Linked DNA regions of Oryza sativa: region 2 is linked to region 1. The links are chromatin contacts, called in public ChIA-PET maps. All regions are on one chromosome and are shown on one strand. The core of a region is the stretch at or near the end of the contact, and the rest is flanking DNA. Distances in the headings are between cores, read along the strand shown.

Evidence for each region. ChIA-PET counts read pairs in DNA pulled down with a chosen protein or histone mark.
Region 2: a contact with region 1 is called in an H3K9ac ChIA-PET map of seedling, with 8 times the contacts expected there. The contact joins the promoter of LOC4340881 here to the promoter of LOC4340875 in region 1. A contact is called at or near these places in 4 of 15 Hi-C or Micro-C datasets (leaf, panicle and an unstated tissue) and 3 of 4 datasets of contacts at active chromatin or transcription factors (leaf and seedling).

The regions. Positions count from the first base shown.
Region 1 is chr6:12,380,226-12,382,925 of ASM3414082v1, forward strand. It overlaps LOC4340875 (formin-like protein 15), which reads left to right and starts at 1,388. Exons shown (of 3, transcript XM_015788020.3): 1 at 1,388-2,374. The coding sequence starts at 1,577.
Region 2 is chr6:12,508,952-12,511,651 of ASM3414082v1, forward strand. It overlaps LOC4340881 (rho GDP-dissociation inhibitor 1), which reads right to left and starts at 1,384. Exons shown (of 5, transcript XM_015788804.3): 1 at 970-1,384; 2 at 740-806. The coding sequence starts at 1,287.

The DNA.
Region 1 (2,700 bases), core at 138-2,637:
TTCAAAAAAGTTTCTATATAAAAGTTGCTTAAAAAATCATATTAATCTATTTTTTTTAAAAAAATAGCTAATACTTAATTAATCACGTGTTAATACGAACATAGTTTTTCGTGCAAACTCCAAGGAATCATATACTCGAAAGTAAAGAGACAAAAATAGTTATAGGTGTAGCATTCTTTCGTTCATTCTCTTCTTATCACTAGTGTATAATTTCTCTTCTCCTTCGCTCTATCTATTTTTTTTGAAGGAAACCTTCGCTCTGTTTATGTCATATAGCCATACGCACTTCCTAGTTCCTAATTAGTAAGTGGGCCATCGGTGAGCAAGCTGGGCTAGTCTTATTCGGCCCACGGTTTCCCAGCACTCCCATTGACCCTCACTGCACGATAATCAAAACTCCACCAAAACCCAGGGGAACAAATTTAGGAAAAGAGTACATATTATATATGCTTGTGATAGTATACATATTGTTTCATTAAAAATCTTGATAAATAATCATCCAAGTGAAAAGCGTATGATCCATCCAATTAATCATCTTAATTTTATAAATTGAATTTAGGTATTTTGATCTTTCATGTCAAGTTTCAAATGAATTACTGAAACTCTTCCTTTAAATTTTTCATTTCTCTAAACCTCATAATTCCGGTTTCTCCCACAGTATATCATATCGAAAGAAAGATGTTGTCCACCGCAGCTCCCTACCACATTAGGGCATCTAGTGTGCCAGAGTCATTTAGCAACTCTAATTTCCTAACGTTTCTTGACGTAGCCATAAGGTTCATTTTTTTAATTTTTTTACAAGGATTATGTTTTTAAAACATTATTTACAAATGTTTATATGAAAAAAAGAGCATCACCAATAGTCCTCACAAATTTTGAGGGATTTTAGTTAAAAAAACCACTTCAACAGATCACCTACTCCTTAACATAATTTTTGGAATTCCCTCCCTTGAAAGATTCGCTCGGTTGATATGCGGGAGAGTGTGCTCCCCTAACCCACTCCCAATATTGCCACTCCCACGTTCCTCCTCTCCTTGCCAAGATCCTCCCGCGTGTTAGATAGAGGAAAACGGGAGAATTTTATTAGTACTTTAACAAAAAAAGGCACAAATTTAGGATTTAGGGATAAAAATTAGGATTTCTATTAGAGAAATCAGTTTTTTAATTTTCTATTTTCAGTTTAGGGGAAAAAAATTGGGGAGATTATATGTGATCTCTTAATAAGAGGTCCTACTCGAATTCCTTCGAACATGGGCCGGGCCCAGGCGGGCCAAGCTTTTCCCAGCTGTCCGGGCTGGCGGTGACTTCTACTTGGCCCATGCAATGTTTGGTTGGTTTCAGCCCACAACAGCAGAACAACTCACCCGTGCCCTCCACCAGATCCACCACCCCTTTTTTTTTCTCTCTCTTCCCCCAAAATCCCCCACATCGTCGGCGGCGTTCGCCGCAATCCCTCCTGCGCCGCCGCGGCGACCTCCTCCCTCCCCTCGCCGTCGTCTCCAACGCGGGCGCCCGAATCGAGATTGGGGTTTTGATGACGGGGAATTGATCTCGATCGTTGTCGGAGCCGGGGGAGATGCCGTGCTGCAGCGCGGTGCTGAGCGCGGCGGCGGCGGCGGCCGCGGCAAGCCGCACGCCGCCGTGGCTGCACCGCCTCCACGCCAAAGGGGGCCTGTCTTTCCCCTCCAACCTCCACATCGACGACCTCCTCTACGGCCAGCACCACGCCCTACCCCATCCTCCGCCGCCGCCGCCGCCGCCGCAGCCTGCGAAGGAGCCACCGCCGCCTACCAAGCCGAAGCATCCGAAGCCCAAGCAGCAGCAGCATCCACCGCCGCCGCCGCCGCAGAAGCCACCGCAAGGTAGCACCAATCTCTCCCTACCAAACCCTAGCGGAAGCGGAAGCGGCAACGGCAACCCACCACCATCGCCACAGCTGCAGCTCTCCACCGTCATCGCCGACGTCTTCGTCACCCCCTCCTCCGCTCCTCCGCTCATCGCGCCGATCAAGGCCTTCCGCAAGCAGAACCACCCGCGCCCTAGGCCCGACAAGGCCTCCCGCCCCAGCAAGGAGAACAAGGACAAGGCCTCCAAGGTCAAGGTCAAGAAGCGCCGCCGCTCCGACCGCGCCGCCGATGGCGACGGCGAGAGGTGTAGCAGGACCGAGGTCACCGTCATCGACACCAGCACCGATGGGTGGAAGGCGGCGAAGCTGCTCCTCCGGAGAGGCGCCGTCTGGAAGGTGAGGGACAAGGCCTCCGGGGTCTCTGAACCTGAGGATCCCACCAAGATGAAGAGGAGGGCCGGCTTGGTCTCCAAGATTCAGAGGGACAGGGAGAAGCAGAAGCAGAAGGAGAAAGAAGCAACCTCATCGGTGCGTGCTCTTTGTGCCCTGGCCTGCAGTTTTATGTCTCTACTGCTTAATATGCATGTTCTTGGATCACAAAATCTCACATCTAGCTATTTGATTCTTTGCTTGTGGAATGCTTGTTCTTTAACCGGAATGTAGCATATCATGTATCCCGTGATAACAGCTAATAGGTGCATAGATCACATTTGTTTTGTTTAAGTTCGCAAATTTTATTTTGTTCTTGCATGTATTCAGGAGTAGCTTTTTATTGACTTCTTGAACTAAATTATGATTCTATCGGAACGAAGAACGGTGAATTTGGTCAGTGCAGATTGGCATTGGATGTTTTG
Region 2 (2,700 bases), core at 134-2,633, 130 kb after region 1:
AACAGTGTTTTGAACTAAAAAAATGTATTATTGTTCCTTGCATGTAATTTAATGCCTTTAATTTTGCATTGCAGCATCACCTCCTGTGCATATAAGATTTGTTTACGAACTTGTAAAACTTCACCAAATAGGTGAAGTTCCTATGGTAAATCTCTACTTCTAGAGTGCACCAGTGAGATTGTCATGCAGAAATTTAACGCAAAATTAGCTGGCACTAATTATAGAGTGCACAGTGAGCCCACTGAGCAACCTAATCAATGTGGTAAAAAATCGTGTGTCGCACTTAAAGTTGAAAACTATATAAATTGACAGTGATAGAACCAAATATAAATTGACACTACAGTGATAGAACCACATAATTTCTAACTCAATGAATGAGCTCCTTTACACCGCTGAAACATATCCAATCAAAGATTATTAAAAATTTACTCTCCAGAAAAGATGCTCCCTTTTTGACCGTGTGGTTGCTGGCATTGCAAGCACTGCAGTACAGTACAGCAGCATCAAACAACCACCACCCAGGATCACACAGTAAAACGGCGGAAACCAAACCAACAAAAGAATCCGATTGATTAAAATTGATTGGGCGCGGTTTTTGGAAAGGGAGCACAGAAGAGATCAAATCCAAAATCCTCAACCAGATTAAGATGGTGCGGGTACCTAAATTAAGGGGGCGAAATGGATGCGATTTGGTGTGGATTATAATTGGAAACCATCTACTGTTGATAAAAAAATTTACCTCCGACTGAGTTCAAATCGACGCTGCCAAGAAGCTGCTCCTTCCATCTCCGAAGGCTCTCATCCTCCTTCCAAGTTGCAATCAGCAGAGATCACCATGTGAGGAACAAATAATTATCGAGCACTAGTGGTAAATAATAATTAACTAAGCTACCAACAAGCAAAAAAAATCTTGAGAAGGGATAAGAAAAAAAGAAATTGGAGCGAGAAATCGGGGGAAGGAATGGAGACCTTGTCCATCTCGAGCTGCTCCTTGATGCTGACCCTGGGGCCGAGGTCGATGGCCTCCGCCACCTTCCCCTCATCTTCCTCGTCATCGTCCTCCTCATCCTCCACCACCTCCTCCTCCTCCTCAGCCTCAGCGGCGCGCGAGGACCCCTCCGTGAGCTTCTCGGGGCGCGCGGCGGCGGCGGGCTCCTCTTCCTCGACTCGCCGCAGCTCCTTCCCCTCCAGAGACGGCGGTGGCTTCTCGTCGTCGTTGGAGGAGGAGCAAGAGATGGCGGCGGCGGCGGCGGAGGAGGAGGAGGGTTCACCGGCCGCCGAAGACATTGGTGGCGGCGGAAGAGGGGGCGGGGGCGGAGGCGGAGGCGGTGGAGGTGGTGGCGACGGATGGAGATGCAGGAGCGTGCGAATGTGCGAGAAGAATAGGTGGTATAGTGTTAAACGAAAATGTTATACACACGACTGCGACGTACGACTCTTGTCCGACTAGCTTTTAAGCTGAGAAGCTGGTCTACGTGGAGCGAAACGCTTGGCAGGTGAGGTTGGGTCGGATGGGAGTCGAACGAGGGAGTCGGACGTATAGCAGTGCTGCGAAAATGCTATACACACGACTGTGACGTACGACTCTTATCCGACTAGCTCTTAGCTGCTAATTGCCCTGGCCCACATAGAGAGAAGCTGGTCTGCGTGGAGCGAAACGATTGGCAGATGAGGTTGGGTCGAATGGGAGTCGGACGAGGGAGTCGGACGTATAGCAGTGTTGTTAAATAAAGCGTGACGAGTGGCGAATCAAGGGGCGTTGTCAGCTGTGGACAAAGCAAGACGGAAGAGCAGTGTAGTAGGCTGTGTATGTTGGCTCCTTTCAAATTTTAAGGAGTTCTACGGCTTAGAGCAGGTACGATAGCCTGGCTTAGCCGGCTCCAAAATAGTATCACATCATACGTGGAGTAAGAAGAATGGTACGAGGATATATGTATAAGCCTTTCGATTGAAATATATAGAATTTTGTTCAGTAAATCAGCTAGGGATTGAAAATATTATATTGGAGGGGTAGGAAATTTTCCTTTCGATAGATTCCTTTAAAACGAATGGCGGTTTAGTGATGTTGCATCTTACTGTTCTCTTTTTTTACGATTCCTTTAAAACGAATGGGCATCTTATAAACTGGATCAAACTTATAAATACAAAGTGATAGTAGATTGGGATAGGAAAGCTCCGCCTTTATGAAGCTCTATTATTATTTAGCAACATTCGGTTCGGTTCAACTCCAGCTCCAATAACCAAAGGATCTAGGAGCTCACATCCTGCCAAATACATGCCCTTAAAATTTTTCTCTCGCTCGGATTGGCTATCCAGCTTGGGCCGTTAGCATGTTCGCTTCTAAACTATAATAACTAATGGATTTATCATACAATTACATGGAGATGTCATATAAAACTATTGCTTTTAGGTAACTCACCATAGTCATCCTTCGTCGCTTGTAATTATATTTACTTGTAACTTTTATCGATTAATCTACACGGTTATATCTTAAATGACCCACCACAATTAAATAGTGCGCATCTTTCTCTCTTTTTCTTTTTCATTAATGAGGAGATATTTAAGTTTTCTAAGCTAATGTGATGGCTAGACTTTCCTTAATAATATACTCTGCAATAGACAAAAGTTCAAATAACCCATTAAACTTTACCTAACATACCATCTAACATATTGAACTACATATTAAACTAAGTATAGTGA